Linked DNA regions of Drosophila melanogaster: region 2 is linked to region 1. Evidence: chromatin contacts called from public Hi-C data. All regions are on one chromosome and are shown on one strand. The core of a region is the stretch at or near the end of the contact, and the rest is flanking DNA. Distances in the headings are between cores, read along the strand shown.

Region 1 (4,154 bases), core at 694-3,193:
CCGCGATAAGTGCCACATTAGTTTATTTTTTTTTAAGAACATATGATAAGCATAGTGTATTTTTAGAAACTAAAATAAATTTTGGTATGCCACAAATTTTCTACGCTTCTACAAATACTGATAATATTCCATTTCCTACCCTTGAGTGCTTCATAAGATCCATGCAGCTTTGCATAAGCCTTCTCCAGCAAGGCACTCCAAAACTCGTTCTTCTCCGTGGAGTGCATGTAGATTAGCTCGCCATTATAGGTGGGCAGACGGTCATCAATGACCACTTCCACCCACTTGCCATACTGCCAAAACTTGAAGTGAAAGATGCCAGCGTAGTTCTCCTGGAAGTCCTGATCCGGCGGGATTACCCTAAAGAAGAGCGTCGAGTCCTGCGTCAAATTGGCAGCTGCAGCCAGTAGCCAGCTGTGAAGGAATATTTAATTTTTGAATTTATGTCCACTTATGTGTTATTAATGCGTTTGGTCTTACCAATCGCCAAGTTCTCCTTGTTGCACATCGAATCGTGAATAGCCTTCCACGAAGAACTGCGGATCATCGGCGATGTCACCGGGACGCAGCCACTCGTAGTAGCGATCCGGTCGTCGTGAGTACATCAGCGAAGCGTTGGTGGCCGGAAAATCGGGATCCTCGAACATGGTTCCATTAGCCAGGCAACTGTCGCGCAGCGATTGGAAATCGCCTTTGCTTACGCTGTTCTGCCGGGCACTAGTGGCCTTGCGACCCATCCAAAACATGTTCTGGTTCTCGGGCACCTTCACGCTGGTGAAGCTTAGCTCGGCCACGCCGACGGAAGGTTCCTCCTCCTGGGTTGGAGCACTTTCCGGTGGCGGTGCCGTGGGATATGGTAGTGCTGGGAATCCGATATTGTGCTGGGGAGCCGGACTCGTTGGCATGGGAGCGTACGGCATTGGCATACCGGGCAAACCGGGCATGGCAGATGGATATGGTGCGAGCGGAGCCGCCGGATAGGGTAGATTGGGCTGCGGCATGCCAGTTGGATAGGGCATTCCGGTTGGATAGGGCGCCATAGGCGCAGTGGGGTACGGCAGCGATGATACGTTGGCTGATGGCAGACTAGGATAAAGTCCTGATCCAGGGTATGGCGTGGCACTGGGGTATGGAGCCGGCGCTGAGGGGGCTTCTGGCACGGGCATTCCCATGCCCATGGTGGGTCCCGCATACGAAGCATTCTGGGCATGACTCGTCTGCTTTACCACATATGGCATTCCGCCCACGGATTCGGATGATGGATAGGGCAACGAGGGGTAGAGACCCGCTTTGGGTTTGGGAGCTCCTCCTCCTTCGTTCCCGCCGCTGACTTCATTCTTGCTGTAGCCCAAGGCCGCCAAATTGACAAGGCCAATGCCACTGGCATGATAATTCTTGGGGTAATTATCAATGCCGTACATTTTTACTGGTTTTTCGCTGTGGTTTTCCTCGTCCACGCACTGGTTTTTCCCTAAATCTAACTACTAATGGCGTTGCAAATCGGCTAAAACTACGGAACTGGATGATATCCAGATGTTTATTAACTCGCTGCCGTGGTAAAACTGCTGACTCGCTGAGAATCGTACGCTTTAAATGGGAGAAGTATCCAAATTTAACTTTCTCGGTAAATGATTCATAATCTTTAACCCTTGCGCGTTCTGTATAAATTTTCTTTGAATATGCATGTGCAATCAAAAAAGCTTTGAAAATGCAGAATGAAATATTTATAACATTCTAATTCATTTATTAACTCAGAAAATATATTATAGAAATATTAATTTTGTTTTATTAAACAGTTTCAATAAAAACAAATATAGCTTTTAATAAATTTTAGTTTTCTAAAAAATGTATTTTTATGGTATTAGAGAAGTAGTTATGTAGTCTATATTGTTTACGAACGTAAACTATTAAATTAGTGTCAATATTGAAGACCCAACACGTTTCGAGGGTTAAAAAAAGGCGAGCAGGGCTACATTGTCGCGCAGAGTTGCCATCTTTATCCGAATGAATTTGGTATTTTTTTAGCCCTGTCGGCATTTTCAATAGAAGAAGAAGAAGTTAAACAGTGCTGTGTTTTTTTTTATAACAAACGCAAATTAGTTAATAAATTCTGGCGCAGAACCGGCATTTGAGCGATGGAAACGCAACCTGAGGTGCCCGAGGTGCCGCTGCGACCGTTTAAATTATAAGTATTCACCCTGCTCTGTTAGGAATCCAAAAATAATGAGTTCTCCCTTTTGAATAGCACGGCGCATCAGGTTGTGAGCCTCACGGGCATCAGTTTCGAGCGGAGGAGCATAATCGTAAGGATATAACTTAGATACACTTAAATATGTACAAAACATAACACACCTCCTCCCTTTAGGGCGTGGTCGAGCTGACCATTGTGCCGAACAGCGAGAATCTGCGCCTGATACGCCTGAATGCCAAGCAGCTGAGAATCTACAGCGTCGTTTTGAACGATGTCTGCCAGGCGGATTTCACGTACTTCGATCCCTTCCAGAACATCTGCTACAAGGAGCACAAGAGCCGCGCGCTGGAGGTCTACTCCAAGCATCATCTGACCGCCGCCCAGTACACCGATCCCGATGTGAACAACGGCGAACTGCTCATCCAGGTTCCGCCCGAGGGCTACTCTATGATCCAGGAGGGTCAGGGTCTGCGCATCCGCATCGAGTTCTCGTTGGAGAATCCCAAATGCGGCGTACATTTTGTCATACCACCCGCTTCAACGGACGAGGAGACACAGATGAACAGCTCGCATATGTTCACCAATTGCTATGAAAACTCGTCGAGATTGTGGTTTCCCTGCGTGGACAGTTTCGCCGATCCCTGCACCTGGCGGCTGGAGTTCACTGTCGACAAAAATATGACCGCCGTTTCGTGTGGAGAACTTCTAGAAGTCATTATGACCCCAGATCTGCGAAAGAAAACCTTCCACTATTCGGTTAGCACACCAGTATGTGCACCAAATATTGCGCTGGCTGTGGGTCAGTTTGAGATCTACGTGGATCCGCACATGCATGAAGTGACCCACTTTTGTCTGCCCGGATTGTTGCCGCTGTTAAAAAATACGGTTCGCTATTTGCACGAGGCATTTGAATTTTACGAGGAGACCTTATCTACGCGCTACCCATTCAGTTGCTACAAACAAGTGTTTGTAGACGAATTGGACACGGACATAAGTGCCTATGCCACTATGAGCATTGCTTCGGTGAATCTGCTGCACTCCATAGCTATCATCGATCAGACCTATATATCTCGAACCTTTATGTCGCGCGCTGTGGCTGAGCAATTCTTCGGCTGCTTTATTACATCCCATCATTGGTCGGACACCTGGCTGGCCAAGGGCATTGCGGAGTACCTGTGTGGATTGTATTCCAGGAAGTGCTTCGGCAACAACGAGTACCGTGCTTGGGTGCAATCTGAACTGGCGCGTGTCGTTCGCTACGAGGAGCAGTATGGCGGCATTATTCTCGATTGCAGTCAGCCGCCAGCTCCTTTGCCTGTTTCGGGCACAAATCAATCGGCGGCTTCCAGCAAACAGCAGGAGATTGTCCACTATTTTCCCATCAAGAGTTTGCACACCGTATCGCCGAAGTATGTGGAGGCGATGCGAAGGAAAGCGCATTTCGTAATCCGGATGCTGGAGAACCGCATCGGGCAGGAGCTGCTGATTCAGGTGTTCAATAAGCAATTGGCTTTGGCTTCAAGTGCGGCAACGACAAAGATCGGTGCAGGACTCTGGTCTCAGCTGCTCATCTCGACCAACATTTTTATCAAGGCCATCTTCACCGTAACCGGAAAAGATATGTCTGTCTTCATGGACCAGTGGGTGCGCACTGGAGGGCACGCCAAGTTTTCGCTCACATCTGTGTTCAATCGCAAGAGAAACACGATTGAACTGGAAATCCGCCAGGACTATGTTAATCAGCGGGGAATTAGAAAATACAATGGTCCATTGATGGTGCAGCTGCAGGAGTTGGATGGAACGTTTAAGCACACATTGCAGATTGAGAGTACCCTGGTAAAGTCCGATATCACTTGCCACTCGAAGAGCAGGCGTAACAAAAAGAAGAAGATCCCCTTGTGCACCGGTGAGGAAGTGGATATGGATTTATCAGCCATGGAGTAAGTTTTTTATCGAATATATG
Region 2 (4,154 bases), core at 474-2,973, 80 kb before region 1:
TCAGTACCATTACGAAACACTCGGTATTCTGCACATACGACGAGGAGGTCACCATTGTCAGAAGTTTAAAGAACTGATCCTGATTCACGTTCCCATAGGGGAAAATCGTAAAATTCAGTTCTTGAAACAAGTGTATCAACGACTTGCTGTCCTTTTCGGCTCCGATCCGTCGACGGTTTTGATCCGGATAGTCCATTATGTTAACCATTAGCAAAACGCCTCGGTTGAAACGTGATTGCATCTTATATGTGCCCAATATGGCACTATCCCCACCATGTATCTTTTTCGATTTTTTTACCTCGGGACCGTCAACGACACCCACATAAGGGGTGAGTGCTCCCAGCGGCTCATTCCGGAGCTTTGGTAGGAGAGAGAAAGAAAGAACAAATTACAATAAAGATAAGATTTTCAATATATATATTATATTTTCATTGCACGGTTAATGTGGCAGACAAAGAAGTAATCAACATTCGTGCTATATAAACACAGCTGCCAGCAATATTGCGATAAGATTCTGGTTAAAAACAAATCCTACTAAAAGAATAATTGGGATAGGTAAGTAGAATGGATGTGATTCATGCTTCCAAAAAAAATGGAAAACAAGAATCTCATACACGAACTAACTTCTGAAAGAGAAGCAAATAATACTGTGCACATGTACCAAAGTAGTATTCATCATTGAGTCCATTTACAATTCTTAAAGATACCTTTTCTAATCTCATTCCAATAGGAATAACTCAATTAACAAACCTAAAAAAAAAAATGCAAATAAATTGTGCCATAAACCGGTTTTTTGTAGAAATCAGGGTCAATGACCTGAGCTGCAATTTCACCATCAAAGCTTTCGTATGATTTTATTTTCATTACCTTGCTAACGCAGGGTCCTTCGGAGGCTTCGGGTGAGGGTGTGTCCACAATATCGGCCGACTTCCGGCTGGTTCTCCGTTCGTTTAGCGAGATAAAGGGTGGCCTTGAATCGGACTCATCGACGGATTCCAATAGAACGGCCGCATCCAGACAATTGATATTGCGCAGTGCATTGATCAGCAGGTTATAGGCGGTGGGACCACGCTGGGTGATCTTCAATAGGAGCCTACGATGCTGCTCCACACGCACATCCTTCTCGTCCATGTTGAATGGCTTGCCATTGAGATCCTGCGTATTTCTTAGCATCTGAACGGTTAGGATGCCCTGTTGCACGCACTCCATGGCCAGACGCTCGTAGTTCGTCCATTCAACCAGTATATTCAGATTCTTGCGTATATGCTCGCGATGCCTCTTCGGCATTCCAATCTCGAGCTCCGGCGGCTGCATTCCGGATATGGCTTCCACGCGTTCCGGTGACTCCGCTTATTGGGCGCGCCAAGGATGGCTGCCGTGATCAGTCTCCAATTGGCAGTGGTATTGGCAGTGAATCACCCGTCTCCAAGGTTTTCCCGGGAATGATTTCGTTTATCGCTACTTGTCGATTCTTTGTCTCCGCTTTGTTGTTGTCGTCGTTGTTTTTGTTTTGCGACTTTCAAGAAAGGGGCACAAATCGGCGGCCCTGCTGGTGTCCTTATTTTTCCAAAAGTAAATTAACTAGTCTATATATTGCACTAGATGATCCTAGCAAGGATCGGGGATCTTCGAATAGGATTTCTTTCGAAACAAAAGGACCAACGAGCGTTTCGCGCCGCCAAACTCGCCACTAAACTAATAAATGAAACTTTGGGATTGGTGTGGCTGCTTGTGGGTGCGCCATTTTAACCAGAGAACGCGTCCGGGATAAATCCATGACATGAACCGTCTCCATGTTCCACTTATTCCACCATTCCTTCATTGCCGCATCAAATGATTCAATTTAATACTAAATACCAAATACCATATGGGGTCAGCCTAACAAACCGTAAACATAAACAAAAGAAATGGAGGAGGAGCAACAATTTACGCCGGAACCGAAAAACTCCGCGCAAAAAGGCGCAGAAAAGCCTGCAAGGATTCCGAGAGAGGTGAAAGTTAAGCTGCAAAGGCAACTAAACAGACTGGGCTACTCACAGCAAATCCTGCTCGAAGCAGCCAAGCAGCAAAATCAAAATAATTCGAATGGCATTCTCCGTGAGTTTTCTTAAAACATGCATAATGCAATAAAAGTACATTGTCCCCCAATCCCTTTTCTAGAGTATGTGGCCGACATGATTGGCAAGGGCGAGGAAATGGTGAAAAACTGCGACTCCGTTAGCTTAAACAACATTAACCAGTGGCTGGAGCTCATGAAAAGTTCGCAACTCGCTGAACTCTGCGAATTCGAAGCAGCCGTCGTTGTGAACTCCATAATCCAAAATGAGACAAAGCCATCGCCAACGGAACTGAACGGCATTGACTTGAAGTAGGAATGGTTTTGATAAACTACATTTGTATTTAGCATTGTGGTACTTTCAGTGAGGCCTACAAGTTTCTGGAAAACGCTTTGATGGGCCAGCCGCAAAAGAAGATGAGCGATGCGACCAAAGAATTTTTGTCCAAGGAAATTGAGGTGAGCAGAAGGCTGCATCAACTTTCCAAAATAGTTAAAAAAAAAGGAAATCCTAATGCCAACAGCTGCTCATAGAGAAGGCAAACACCGACGAATCCGACGATGTGGCACGCAGCATGGGGCAGCGTTTATTTGACCACCAGTTTTTGGATTACATGGAACAGCGGCAAAAGTGCAGTTTGGATCCACTATTCCTGGACGAGAAGCTAACGTAGAGGCTGTTATTGAGTAATTGAGGAATTTAGCACACAGAGCATTTATTCATTTCCACACATTTATTAAACATTTAAATTCAATTGTTTGTTACATACGTACATTGTCACACGCATTTGCACCGCTCCATTATCATCAATCAAATCATCGGATCCCACGTTTATACATTATTAGTATTACTATGCCAAATGCCCCAACCTTTGTACGTATTAATATTTGATAATTACACTCTTAATTAAGTACTTGACTATAAACAGTTTTAGCACATTTAAAATCTAGAATTCCTTTAGTTGTACACAATTACTTCGAGTAGTGTAAGAAAAAGTTGTGGGTCTTTGGCCTTTGGATTCTCTCAATTGCATAACATTTATTGTGCATGATTGTTTTCAATTGTTGGGGCTGCCAATTAGCATTGCATAGACTAGTGTAGAGATAGGTAGTTTAGTTTTAGGTTTTGCTACGATTAGCTTTGTTTTAAACTTTAAGAGGCATAAAAACAGTTGAGTGCTGCTTGACTCCCATAGCATCACAATAGAATCACAAGAGACAGAGTTGGCTTCATTTCAATTCAATTCATTAGAGGATCTAGGATGGTACACTTACGATAACATAACGTACATACGATCAGAATTACATACAAATTCGAATACAAATATAATACCCTTTTGTTTTAGGCGCAGTTACTAGCACTAAAACGATCTTCACACAATCAAATGCAATTCAATAATGTACATAATATAACTCTTAAATGTTCAGTCCAGTTTGAGCTTTTGGTTTTCCCCTTTTTCTTTGATTTAGATTTTGTTTTTAATTTTTTCATTTTTAAATTTTTTTTTTTGTTTCTTGTGTTTAGGTTTCTGTCTTGTCGCGTAAACATTAATTAAAATTAAGTAAATCTAATTATATATACGTACGATTAAACGCTAGTAAACCATATCGATATGCTTGTCTAAGGTGAAATAAATAAACAACAAATTCGGACCGAACAAAATGCAAAGCAATTTCAGGTGCATGGCAAGGATATGCTGGAGTTTCAGGATCAAATTAGCTGGCATTAACCAAACGCAGATCCAACGAATCGAACAAACACAACGAACGACAACAACGTAACTTAAAATTGCAATTGTTTGTTAGTTGATAGTTGATATAGAATTAGTTTTAGTGTCGCTTGAATTTTGATTGTCCCGTTCCCGTTCGTGTAATTCATACTTTTATTCATATCATTCGAGTATGTGTATATAAAGTAGAGTGGTTTTTAATGTGTCCTAGATAGAGTTCGTCCTGCTGCTGCTGCTGCGTTTTGTATACATATATAAATTCATATTTTTTTTCGGGTTTCACTTCTACTCCGCTAAACATAGCACAACAATAATGATAATAATCGCTTTAATTGCCGTTTACGTAATGAATACATCTATGACACTGG

Evidence for each region. A called contact is a pair of places that touch in the nucleus more often than the background predicts.
Region 2: a Hi-C map of the Kc167 cell line shows a contact between it and region 1, with 8 times the contacts expected there. A contact is called at or near these places in 22 of 107 Hi-C or Micro-C datasets (the Clone 8 cell line, the D17-c3 cell line, the Kc167 cell line and 11 more) and 5 of 7 datasets of targeted methods (the Kc167 cell line and the S2 cell line).

Annotation. Positions count from the first base shown.
Region 1 is chr3L:9,886,551-9,890,704 of dm6, reverse strand. It overlaps CalpB (Calpain-B), which reads right to left and starts at 1,943. Exons shown (of 3, transcript NM_079292.5): 1 at 481-1,943; 2 at 140-414. The coding sequence starts at 1,421. It overlaps Taf2 (TBP-associated factor 2), which reads left to right and starts at 2,022. Exons shown (of 6, transcript NM_168387.3): 1 at 2,022-2,185; 2 at 2,249-2,303; 3 at 2,366-4,131. The coding sequence starts at 2,136.
Region 2 is chr3L:9,966,048-9,970,201 of dm6, reverse strand. It overlaps Dronc (Death regulator Nedd2-like caspase), which reads right to left and starts at 1,723. Exons shown (of 2, transcript NM_079293.4): 1 at 868-1,723; 2 at 1-358. The coding sequence starts at 1,314. bma (black match) reads right to left here. Exons shown (of 20, transcript NM_001382075.1): 20 at 2,904-4,154. It overlaps CG6685, which reads left to right and starts at 1,885. Exons shown (of 4, transcript NM_001274742.1): 1 at 1,885-2,097; 2 at 2,161-2,368; 3 at 2,422-2,515; 4 at 2,581-3,599. The coding sequence starts at 1,908. The coding sequence ends at 2,730.